Regions from separate parts of the Mus musculus genome. Here region 1 is linked to region 2. The links are chromatin contacts, called in public HiChIP or PLAC-seq maps. All regions are on one chromosome and are shown on one strand. The core of a region is the stretch at or near the end of the contact, and the rest is flanking DNA. Distances in the headings are between cores, read along the strand shown.

The links. HiChIP or PLAC-seq counts read pairs in DNA pulled down with a chosen protein or histone mark.
Region 1: a contact with region 2 is called in an H3K4me3 HiChIP or PLAC-seq map of embryonic forebrain, with 10 times the contacts expected there. The contact joins the promoter of Tpgs1 here to the promoter of Ube2g2 in region 2. A contact is called at or near these places in 3 of 39 promoter capture datasets (the C10 cell line, erythroid cells and liver), 1 of 484 Hi-C or Micro-C datasets (CD4 T cells) and 1 of 115 datasets of contacts at active chromatin or transcription factors (embryonic forebrain).

The regions. Positions count from the first base shown.
Region 1 is chr10:79,667,154-79,673,006 of GRCm38.p6, forward strand. Tpgs1 (tubulin polyglutamylase complex subunit 1) reads left to right here and starts at 2,286. Exons shown (of 2, transcript NM_148934.3): 1 at 2,286-2,630. The coding sequence starts at 2,293. It overlaps Madcam1 (mucosal vascular addressin cell adhesion molecule 1), which reads left to right. Exons shown (of 5, transcript NM_013591.3): 5 at 1,084-1,389. The coding sequence ends at 1,214.
Region 2 is chr10:77,618,565-77,624,741 of GRCm38.p6, forward strand. It overlaps Ube2g2 (ubiquitin-conjugating enzyme E2G 2), which reads left to right and starts at 3,757. Exons shown (of 6, transcript NM_019803.3): 1 at 3,757-3,852. The coding sequence starts at 3,810.

The DNA of each region.
Region 1 (5,853 bases), core at 1,036-3,535, 2.0 Mb after region 2:
TAGCTGTCTTCAGACGCACCAGAAGAGGGCATCAGATCTCATTACGGGTGGTTGTGAGCCACCATGTGGCTGCTGGGATTTGAACTCAGGACCTTCAGAAGAGCTGTCAGTGCTCTTACCTGCTGAGCCATCTCACCAGCCCATGACACATGTCTTAATGGTTGATTTTTTAAATACGTTAATTGAGTCTGAAGCAACAGATGTCTCAGAAATTAAAGAGTACTTACTGGTCTTACAGAGAACCTGGGTTCACTTCCCATGTGATAGCTCACAAACATCTGTAACTCCAGATTCAGGGAATGTAACCCACACTTTTGGCCTCCCAGAGCACCATGTGTGCATGGTACACATATGTACATCAACACTAAAATAACTCCTGCACATGCAAATAAGACGCCAGGTGTGTTTGCGCATGTCTTTAATCCTAGCACTCAGGAGGCAGAGACAAGAAACGCATAGCCACTTGTAACTCCAGGACCCTGGAGACTTGACATCCTCCTCTGACTTCCAAGTGTACCTGCATTTGTGGCATACACACAGATACACACACACACACACACACACAAAATAAACATTAAAAAAATAAACCTTAAGCCAGGTGGTGGTGGTGACACATACCTTTAATCTCAGAGGCAGGTGTATCTCTAAGTTCAAGGACATCCTGGTCTACAGAGCAAGTTCCAGGACAGACAGCCAGGATTACATAGAAGACTCTTGTCTCAAAAAATCAAAACAAAACAGACAAAAAACAAAACAAAACAAAACAAAACAAAACAAAACAGAACTAAGCTGGGCACGATGGCACACAAGCTATGATCTAAGTACTTGAGCTGTAGAAGAAGAAGGGTCAATGTCAGCCTAAGCTACAGAGTGAGACCGTAATTTAGAAACAAAAGCTTCCCTTTAAGTAGATTCATTCTTCCATGCTGTCTTTGAGTATGTCTGGTTGGGTGGCTGTTTTCTACCCAAGTAGAGGCTGGCTAGTTAAGTCCACTTTTAAACTGTAAGGGCCTATGTATGTTCCCTCTGTGGAGCCCACAGGCACTGGGACTGATGGCAGCCTTTCTCTTCCTACTCTTTCAGCCTCCACCGTCGTCCTATGGATTGGCAGCTTGGTGCTGGGGCTGCTTGCACTGGTCTTCCTTGCCTACCGCCTGTGGAAATGCTACCGGCCAGGTCCTCGCCCAGACACTAGCTCATGTACACACCTATGAAGCTCCATTATGCCAGACTAAAGGAGGCAGAGAGTGACCAGCTGCAGGATTTGGGGCATCAAGATGATAGTGTGGCCTCTTTCCTTGGTGGTCAGCACATCTATAAGTTTCTCCTGACTTCTGGGCTTTTCTGCCTGCTGGCCCAGAGCTAAATAAAAGCCCCGTATCTAGCCACTGGCATATTCTTTCGTACTGTGAATAGGAAGGCTTTGTACATCACCTATCCCTACAGCCAGAGTCCCTGGAGACAGTCACACATCCCAGTTTTCTTTGGTAGGTCGAGCAACAGGATACTAGGCTGGGAAATGCCTGCATTTAACAAGAGTAACTAAGGAGATATCCAGTGGCTTAGAAAAAGTACTTGGGGGGTAACCTGGGAAAACACGAAGAGCGGTATGGATGCCAGACAAGGGAATAAAAAGTATGTCAGTAGATAAAGAGCCAAAGATAACACAGAAAAGGGACATGCGAGGATACTAGAAAGCCACAGCAGTTCAGAATTGCAAAGAGAGCACCCCCCTCTGGTGGTCAGAAATGGTAACAGTCTGGGAAAGGAAGGAATCTGGTGACAACTCCGCTCAGGCACCTTAACGCTCGGAAGGAGACTAAGTGAGGCCAAAAACCCGGGAGAGCCCAGGCCGAGTCTGGGAGCAAACGCAGAAAACGGTTTGAACTCCGCTTTCAGCCCTAGATTCCTGGTGAGCTTTGCGGGGTTTATCTGGTACCCAGGGTGCCTGGTTGCTAGGAGACCATGCTTAGGAAGACTTGCCCACTACCAAGATGGCAAGGTATCGCGCTTCAAGCCAGAAACCAAGCCCTTCCTGGGGGACCATTTTGAAGTCTGGCAAGCTCACAATTCCAGACCGAAGCTAGAAGATGCAGTCATGGAGTAGCAGGAAAACGCACACAGAGAAAGCCAGGGGCACAGGGGGAAAAGGTCGCTTGCGCTTGTTACTATCGAGATTCTCAGAGAGGGGGGCCGCTGCCTCTGCCCTTAACAAAAATGGTCGTCGAGGGAAGGCGCCTCATCGCGCCGTGAATTATGGCGGCGCTTCCGGTCCCGCTGCCCCCAACAAAGATGGCGGCAGTGGAGAAACGGCGGCCGGCAGTAGCACCAGCGGCCAATTTCCCGGACAGTGGCCGGACGTCGGTGTCTCAGGCGGCGGCGGCCGCTGAGAGCGAGGAGGACTTCCTACGGCAGCTCGGCGTGACGGAGATGCTGCGCGCAGCCCTCCTAAAGGTGCTGGAGATCCGGCCCGAGGAGCCCATCGCCTTCTTGGCGCACTACTTCGAGAACATGGGTCTACGCTCGCCGACCAACGGAGGCGCCGGGGAGCCCCCGGGCCAGCTCCTCCTGCAGCAACAGCGCCTGGGCCGCGCGCTGTGGCACCTTCGCCTGGCTCACCACTCGCAGAGGTGCGGACCGATGGCGGACGGGGGTACCAGAACTACAATTCCCGACAGGCCCCGCGCGGGAGCAACTCGCCGCCGGCGCGGGGCGTTTCCGGGAGTAGTGGTCTTTCCTCTTTTCCCGGGTCTGGTCGGCTTGAGGCAGGTTTAAGGTTCTCGGCACGCCTCGCATCGATTTCGCCTGCAGTGTGCGCGGGGTGTACTGGATATTGTGGTCCGGGTAGGAAGTGCTGGGGGTTGTAATCCATCGTCCATCTATTGCATGAGCTTCCAGGTGATTACGGCCTGGAGGAGGTTGCTTTTGAACCCGAGTCCATTTTGCCCTCGCAGCCAAGGGTTTTGGGAGGTCAAGAAGCCCAGCAAGGTAGTATAAATAGTGTGGTGCTTGTCCAGGAGATGGACAGCCTGTGTACTCAGGCCCCAGGCCCCAGACAGAAGTTCCTTAGATGCACACGCAGAGCACAGGCTGGTCTAGAGCCTGACGTGAACCCTGCAGGGAGCTCCGCAGTGGGAGTAGTTCCAGTGTAGGTGACGACTAAGGACGCTTTTTCATTGCATAGTGGATGAGGGAAGCTGATCAGTAGGGCATCATCAGCCAGGGGGTGACCAAATGCCTGAGGGTCTCAGCATGGGAGTGGCTTTCCAAAGGGTGCTTGGAGGAAGACTCAGGGAGGAGAGCAGGGGAGGGGGCCGCAAGGAGGAAGACGTTGGGCAACAGTAGCTCAGGCCTTCCCTAGGGAAGTGAAAGTCCAGAGATCATACATTTCCAGCTGAGCAGACCAGACATCTCTGCACCAGAGGGAAGGGGCTCAGTATCCAAGATGGTAGCCAAGAAGGGAAGGGTGGAGCATGGCGGGCCCATGTGGCTAGAGGGGAGGGGTACAGGCACAAAGGGAGAAAACCAGCGAGAATGTAGACGGACAGTCTTCAGCTAGGACAGCATTGGGGTATGTGAGTGGGAGACTGAAGGTATCAGCAGAGAATACGCACACAAGACCACACCGTGAGGTGCCCAGGGGAGGAACAAACTGCTTACTGGGGGCATCCGGAATTCTCCCAGGGATGAAGAGCAATGAACCTAGGGATTTAAAATAGAAGTGTTTTCTGTGAGTTGAAGTCAGCCTCACCTGAGGATCTGGGGCAAGCTTTGTGATCATGTCACCAGGTCTCTGTGTCCTTCACTACCTGGTTTCTGTGCCAGTCACTGGATCCTTACCTGCCATCCTCTGGCAAGGCCTCATTTTAACCAGCTGAAAGCTGTGTGTTTACCATATTCTGAGGTTCTGTGTGGACCCAAACTTGGGGCCATTACTCACCTGTGGGAACTAAAAAGGGACCCTGGGGAAGAGAGGGAGGAAAGACCCACGTCCCGCCAGAGTTCCACCTATGCTCTGGTCAGGCAGACGTGAGAGGGCTACCAGACTCTTTCCACTCAGCCCCAGGTGGGCATCCAAGCCTCTGACGTACTCTTTGGGGGGGGGGGTGGACAAGGGGCAGCCCAACCTGGGAGCCCCGGGGCTACTTCTCTAAACAGGCCCCAGGGTTATAGGAGAGAGGGAAAGGGGAAGAGAGGTTCCCACACCGGCCGAGAGTGAGTGCAGCGGATCTTGATGAGCAGAGACTGTGGTTTTAGAGCTTTATTGTAGAAAGGCAGGGAGAAAGAGTAAGAGAGAGGAGGGAGGAGAGGGTGAGAGTGAGGGGTAAGAGAGAGGTGAGGAGGGGCCTAACAGCCCCTTTTATGGTCTTTACTGTTGCTAGGTAACTGCGGAGGAGTTTAGCCAAGGTCAGAAGCTTGGGCCATTGCCTACGTGACTTCTTAGCCATGCTTCTCTTGTGGGGCTGTGAGGGGGTGGTAACTTAGACAGGAGCCAGAGTTCCAGGAGCACGAGGGAACACCTACCATGTCATGTAGGTGAATTATGACCATTCCGGGGTTCAGACCTCAGCTCTACTGAAGACTAGCCTGTCTGTGTATAGCCCAATGCCCCACACTCACCCCAGGAACTAGTGTTATATCACTAACTGTCAGCCACATAGGAGAGCAAAGGGCGGGGGGGTGGGGGGGAGCCAGCAGGCAGGTGGAATCCTTAGAGATGCATCTGGGAATTACCCTAGAAGCCACAGCCCCATCTGTCTGATGGCTCACAGAGCTAGGCTCTTTCTTCCCCAGGGAAAACCACTGTTCCCCACCTAACACCCTGTGAGTGATGTGTATGGAGAGAGTGGGTCCCTGTGCAGTGCTCGGCCTGAAGCCTGCACACATGGCAACCCCACCACTGAGGCCTGCCAGCAGTAGCCAGTCCAATTCTCAAGACCTGAGAGCCTGAGTTTGTGAGGCCACCAGAGCATCAGAGCTGGGGGGAGTCCCTCCCAGGTCTCCATAGGCCACAGCCATGATGCCCTCACCAGTCACCTCCCTGCCAGCCTGTGAGAGCCACTTAGGGTTATTGTTCAACCCGAAGATGGCTGGAGACGTGGCCACTAGAGGCCAAGCCAGGAGTTACACCCTCAGGCTGCAGCCCCTGCAAACCTTCCTAGCTACCATGCTGATGATGGTGGCAGGAGAGAGACACTGACTCTACTGTCCCAAAGCTGTAAGGGAGTCATTTTCATGACTCTCTTAGGACTCTTTTGACCAAGCAAAACTATGTGACTTAAAAGAGTTGAGTTTCTGGCCGGTCATATTGAAAGACTAGTCAGCCTGAGCTCCCCTGTGCCACGAGCCATTCCTTGTGAGACACTCCAGACACTGCAGGGTGCTGTCAGCATCCTTGCCGGGAGCTCCCTGAGTGTAAAGACTTGGAACAGGAGTATGTTCACCCATAGGTCATCCCAGCCTGCCCCAGGGAAAGCCACTGGCAGGACGGGGGACACAAGCCTTTAGTCTCAGCACTGTGGAGGCAGAGGCAGGCAGATTCTGAGAGTTCAAGGCCAGCCTGGTCTACGGAGCAGTTCCAGGATAGCCAGGGCTACACAAAGAGACCCTGTCCCAAAAGAAAGAAAGGGTGGGGGAGAGGCTCCCACTGCGCACGCACAGTGCTCAGCACTGTGAAAGAAGTGTGGTAAGTGGAGCCCCAGCCCAGGCTCCCCCAAAGCTGGGTCTTGCTATCTTTTTTTTTTTTTTTTTTTTTTTTTTTTTTGGTTTTTTTCAAGACAGGGTTTCTCTGTGTAGCCCTGGAACTCACTCTGTACTATGGGAGAAAGACCTATGGGAGAACATACTCCTGGA
Region 2 (6,177 bases), core at 2,507-5,006:
AACATTCCTCAGTGAGCATCCCACCCTGCTGGTATCTCTAACATCTGAGGATTCCTTAACAGATAACCTCTCCCTTCTCAACTCCACAGTGTGGCTTCTCAGGGCCTCTGTACAGGAATCTTGATACCCCCCATTCATTGCCTTGTTTCATTGGCCTTTCTCCCCTCTTACATCTCACAAATGCAGCTGGGCAGTGGTGGCTCACGCCTTTAATCCCAGCATTTGGGAGGCAGAGGCAGGCAGATTTCTGAGTTCGGGGTCAGCCTGGTCTACAAAGTGAGTTCCAGGACAGCCAGGGCTATACAGAGAAACCCTGTTTCCAAACAAACAAACAAAAACAAACAAAAAACAAAAAAGCTCACAAATGTGGAGCCACCATCAAGTTTGGCTGTCAGTTCCAGAGGAAGCCTGTCACCCTTAGGGCACAGTTGCAGCCATCTCTGTGTGCTCTTGAGGCTGGGAAAACCTCCCTGTGTGCTCTTGGTTTTTTTGTTTTTAAGCAGGGAACCCTGAAGGATCTCTTGCATTTTATACCTTGGGGTTCTCATTTCATTAGGCACTGTACCTAGTATCCCAGTGCAGTGTCTCAGACAGCTCTTGCTGACACTAAATTCCTTTAACCACTACAGCTTGTTCCCAGTCTGCCCTGCCCTCAACTCTGTCTGATCTCTGTTCACCAAAGGACACTTCCCACATTTCTCTGGGCTACTTTCTACCTGTTTTCACTGTAATCTGGATAAATGCGGTGAACAAGAATCATGCCACAGCCTGGATGTTAGGTAGGCTGCCTTGAAATTCCCTCTGCCAAACAGCTTCCTTAGCTCATTATTTTTGAAATATGGCCTCACTCCAGTTTTTAGGATGCAGGGAAAACGGAATTGTTATGGGGAATCCACCAGAGAAGACCACTCAGATACAGTCTATAGCCAATTGGAAGTATTTATTCCAGCCAGCTGGGACCACACTTAGGTATTTGGGACTCAAAACTAAAGAGCAATGGTTTGTAGGGGTCAAATCTGTAGCAAAATTACAGTTATGAAGTAATAGCAAATATAATCTTACGGTTGGGAGTTACCATAACATGAGGAACTGTGTTAAAGGTTAAAGCATTAGGAAGATTGAGAACCACTGCTTTAGAGTATAGAGTAAGGTGTTTTTAAAGACAAAACAAAAAAACAAAAAACAAAACAAAAAACCCCACATTCTGATAACTCAGCAGTTTGCAAGGAGAAGTTCTGTGCAAGTGAGCAGTTTAAAGGCAGTTAGCTGGAGGGAGTTCTGCACAAGCTTTAATAGAAGCTAAGCTGGGGCATCTTGACCTCAAGTTCCTAGAATAGAGTTGAATAACTGTTTATGGGGCTTCCCAATCAGAGAGATCAGATTCTAGTTAAGCCGAACATGGCCTCAGCAAGGATCCAAGATGGAGGAAACTGCACTGCGTTGCCCTGCCACAGGATGTGACGTGAAATGGTTACCACCAAGTTTCTGATATGTTCGATGTTCACCTCTGGGATAAAGCACCCTGAGCAGTCTAGGCTACCTGCATTTCTTGGTGTTCTGGTCTTCCAAATTCCCCCCAGAGTCGTCCTCTTAGCCCTGCTCACAGCAATCTGAGAGTTCTCTAGCTCCCAGCTCTGAACCTGTTTTCCACTTTTCTCCTTAAAACTAGCTCTGGGGCTGGGACTGGAGAGATGGCTCAGCGGTTAAGAGCACTGACTGCTCTTCCAGAGGTCCTGAGTTCAAATCCCAGCAACCACAGGGTGGCACACAACCATCTGTAATGGGATCTGACACCCTCTCCTGGTGTGTCAGAAAACAGCTACAGTGTACTTATAATAAGTCTTTTGGCCAGCAGTGCAGAGTTGACCAGTGGGGTTGACTGGAGCAAGCAGAGGTCCTAAAAATTCAATTCCCAACAACCACGTGAAGGCTCACAACCTTCTGTACAGCTACAATGTACTCACATTAAATAAATAAATAGATCTTTTTTTTTTTTTTCGGCCATAGTGTACTCATAAAAATCTTTAAAACAAAACCAAACTAGCTCTGAAGCTCATGGTCAGGCTCATCCCAGGGATGGCCTCAGTTCATGGTACTACTTTACAAGTTTGTTTTCTTGCTGATGGGATCAATACCCGACACACAGAAGTTAATTTTGCCTTGGGGTTGGAGGGGATACCGTCTATCATGGCGGCAGGTGGCTCCAAGGCGGCAGCAGTGTGTGACAGCTGCTTACTCACCGGGTAGCTGACTGGGAAGCAGAGAGAACTAGAAACTAAGCTAATCCTAATCTCAAAATTCACCCCTATCCAGCTAGTGGAGGTTCCACCCTGACCAGCAAACATGTGGGCACGACTCACATTCAAACTGTCGCAGGGAATCGGGGCTGCCACATCATTTGGATGTGTTAGACTAACTTATGCTTCTACAGGCAACAGCAGGAGGAGCAGTGTGTCCTCGAGGCCTCCTTTTGACTTGTGGGTGGGGCATGCTTGGGAGGGTTATGCGTGTGGGATTTTTTTTTTTTTTAACCTTACATGTAATTGGAGTAGCATCCTAATATTTTTTTTCTTTCTCAAGATAGGGTTTCTCTGTGTAGCCCTGGCTGTCCTGGAACTCACTCAGTTGACCAGGCTGGTCTCGAACTCAGAAATCGGCCTGCCTCTGCCTCCCAAGTGCTGGGATTAAAGGTGTGCACCACCACTGCCTGGCTCTAATATATTTTTTTAAAAGATTTATTTATTGTATGTAAGTACACTGTAGCTGTCTTCAGACACCAGAAGAGGGAATTAGATCTCGTGACAAATGGTTGTGAGCCACCATGTGGTTGTTGGGATTTGAACTCAGGACCTCCAGAAGAGCAGTCAGTGCTCTTAACCGCTGAGCCATCTCTTCAGCCCCCTTAATATTCTTTTTTAAAACGACAAATGTGATGAATCTAATGCCTCAAATCTTTTGAGTTCAGCTTCTTATACTCAGGGTCCCAGCAGGAACTTTCTCTTTGTCCCTACACCTAGTCCTGAAAGCCCCTTTTTTCGGAGAGCCACGTCCCGAGCTGTATCCCTCATGTCCACTTAGCGAAGGCAGTGGTGCACCTAAGAAAATACCAAGCATCTATCTGGCAGTTCCGTATGATGAGGAAGTACAGCTTACTTGGCAGAGTCTGAGTTTTTTTGGCCAGAGAGGATGGGATATGGCCCGGGAACTTTATCCTTCCTTTGTGAAACCAAGGTACTCTTTCTCTTGCTAGAAGTGTCATCTCAAATCACCTGGGCCTCAAAAACCAGGTGTAGTGGCACTTGGGAGACAGAGGTAGGCAGGTGGCATCTCTGTGAATTCGAGGCCGGCCTGGGCTAAATAATGAGTTCTAGGACATTCATGCCTACAAGGGGAAAGTTTCACGATCTGGACAGCCACTTCTGAGGGGCGAGCCCAAGCGCAAGGACATGAGTCTCATTCAGGAACAATCCATGATGAGCCATTAGCTCTCGCACTATTTTTCAAGACTAAAGGGCCGCAGGGCGAGCTGCGCAAAGCCTCACGGCGGCGTAGGAAACCTTCAATGCTGAGGGTGTGGCCGGCCGAGAAGATTCTGGAAGCCGAGCTCCGTCGACCCGGGCCATTACCCGGGGAGCGCGAGGCGAACCCCAGCGAGCCTGTCTGAAGCACCCGGGTGCGCCACGTCACCCGCGCGCGCCCCGGATGCATTTGCGCCCGGAGCCCGCGACCCGGAAGCAGTCGTGGGCGTCGGAGCGGGCGGGCGGGACCGGCGCGGATGTGGCGAGGCTGCTGAACGCAGGTTCCGCGGTATGGCGGGGACGGCGTTGAAGAGGCTGATGGCCGAGTATAAGCGTGAGTCAGGCGGCGCCGCCTTCCTGTCCTCTTCCCCATAGTCGCCCGCGGCGTGGCCCGGCATGGCTCGGCTCGGTGCGGTGCGGTGCGGGGGTACTGGGCCGGGCTGCGAGATTCCGCGTGCGGATAAAAGGCCAGGCTGTCGCCGTCACCTGCGCACCCCAGCCAGCGGCAGCGGGGCTGGCCCTGGGCTCAGAAGCCGGCCGGGGCAGCGCCGCCGTGGCCCTGCCACCCGGGTCTGGTCCCTAAGCCCCTGTGTGCTGCGCATCTGCCCTCCCGACAGTTGATGCTGCGGGGCGAGTACCGGGTAATCCCCGTAAGGTGGTCGAGCCGTCGAGGGGAGTTGGGGGAGAAAGTTAAAAATAAACAAGATAACGCCTCAAACCCCCGGCCACGCCGCAGGTGCGAGTTGCTGGGGAAAACCAAAGTTTCTCGGACACGGGCTCCGGACAGTTTCCTTGGATCCGGATCTGTTTTTCTCTCTGTTTTACTTTTTCAGCTCTGTGTCTAGATTGAGACACATCCCCTTTATCTAAAAAAGAGGGAACAGCATTTAAGCTCCGGGACAGGGGTTTAAGTTTTGACCACTTCTACCCAAGGGTATTCACATTAGAGAAAAACTTATCCGCCACAAAAAGCCTCTACTCGTACGTCAGACAAAACGTATTGTCACTTAATTTGAAGTTAAGGTTGTGAATCATCTCCGTGTGAGAGAGAGAAGGAATTTGGTTAAAGAGGGAACTCTAAAATAGGAAGGCTGGCGAGGGGCTCAGGGGGTTCACAGAGGAGAAGGACTCCACCTGCTGTGGCTTCTTGGAAGAGGAAAAAAAAGGGCAGGGAGCTAAGGGTGGCCCCAGGCTGACAGCTAGTCTGGGACCAGTGTTACAGCCATACGGAACTGAGTTGTGCCAGCGACTTGAATGGACTTGGGTTGCAGCCCTGAAACAACCAGCTGTCTCGGCTGGGCCCAAGCCCACATGGAAACCATGAGGTCATCAATGGATATTGTTTAAGCCTGTGGCAGCAGTGATGGAAATGCATCCAGCAGTACAAAGCACGAGGAGCGAGGGAGGGAGGGAGGTTTTTTCCGTGTCCTTGTGAATTCAATAAAAGTCCCACTGAGTGTTTTTCTTCCTTTATGGTATAAAAGGTTTGTCCTCTGTTTAAGACCATGTACTCTAGTATTAGGTAGATTCAACAGGAACATCCAGGTTGAATTAGAACATCCGAGGTTGGGCTAGAGCGAAGGTGTTCTTGCATACCTGATTGTACTGTAGATTTAGAGGCGATATGACCTTGAGTGTGGTTCATTGTCTAACTTTTTTTTAATGTGTTTTTTATGTGTATTTTTATGAGTATTTTGATTACACATAGGTAAGTGTGTCATATGTGTGCCTGTGCCAGTGGATGTCAGAAGATGACATCAGATCCCCAGGGACTGGAGTTACAGCTGGTTGTGAGTCTTTGTGTGGGTGCTGAACTAGAACCTGGATCTTCTGCAAGAGCAACAAAATCTATGAGTCATCTCTTCATCCCTATTGTTTTTCAGGCTCCTTGTTTTTCTTTTATAGCAGTTGAATAACAGATATAAAACGATTAGACTGTGGTCATATCACAAAAAGAGCCAAGCGAAGACCTTAGACTGCTCCCAAGTGCAGTGTCCTGTGCACGCAGAGGCGGATATTGAATGTCCCACTCTGTCGCTCACTCTCCACCCTCTTCTCTTGAGACCAGGCCTGTCATTGAACCTGGAGCTCATCAATTCAGCTAGAATGGCCAGCCAGTTAGCCCCAGACATCTTCCTGTTTCCTCCCTTGCCTCCAACTCTGGGGCTACAGGCACCCATGGTAAATAAAGCCTGCCTCTTTTTCATACGGGTGCCAATACTCGAACCTGGTTCCTCTGTAAGAACAGTGTGTGTTCTTGTGTCCTTGTCATATGTTTCCACAGCTTTTCTTCTTACTGTGACAGACAAGGGAACAGTGGTCCAGGGCTGTTGTAACATTGTCACCACTCAGATACCATAACAGACAGCATCTCATGGTTTGGAGATAGAATTAGAAGCCCACTTGTGGCCTGGGCTGTCACCCTAGGCAGGGTGGGCTTTTGGGGAAGGTCCTTCCTCCCTCTCAGCTCTAGAGTGCTGGCTACTGCGGGTTACTTAGCTGTGCTAGTGTAAGTCCTTCCTCTCCTGTACCTTCCTGTGGCCATCTGAGCCTGGGTGTGTCGGTATTCAGATTTTTCCACTTGAAATGTCAACAGTCACTGGCTTAGGGCCCAGCCTAGTCAGAATGTTCTGTATTTAATTCTGGTACATCTGCTGAG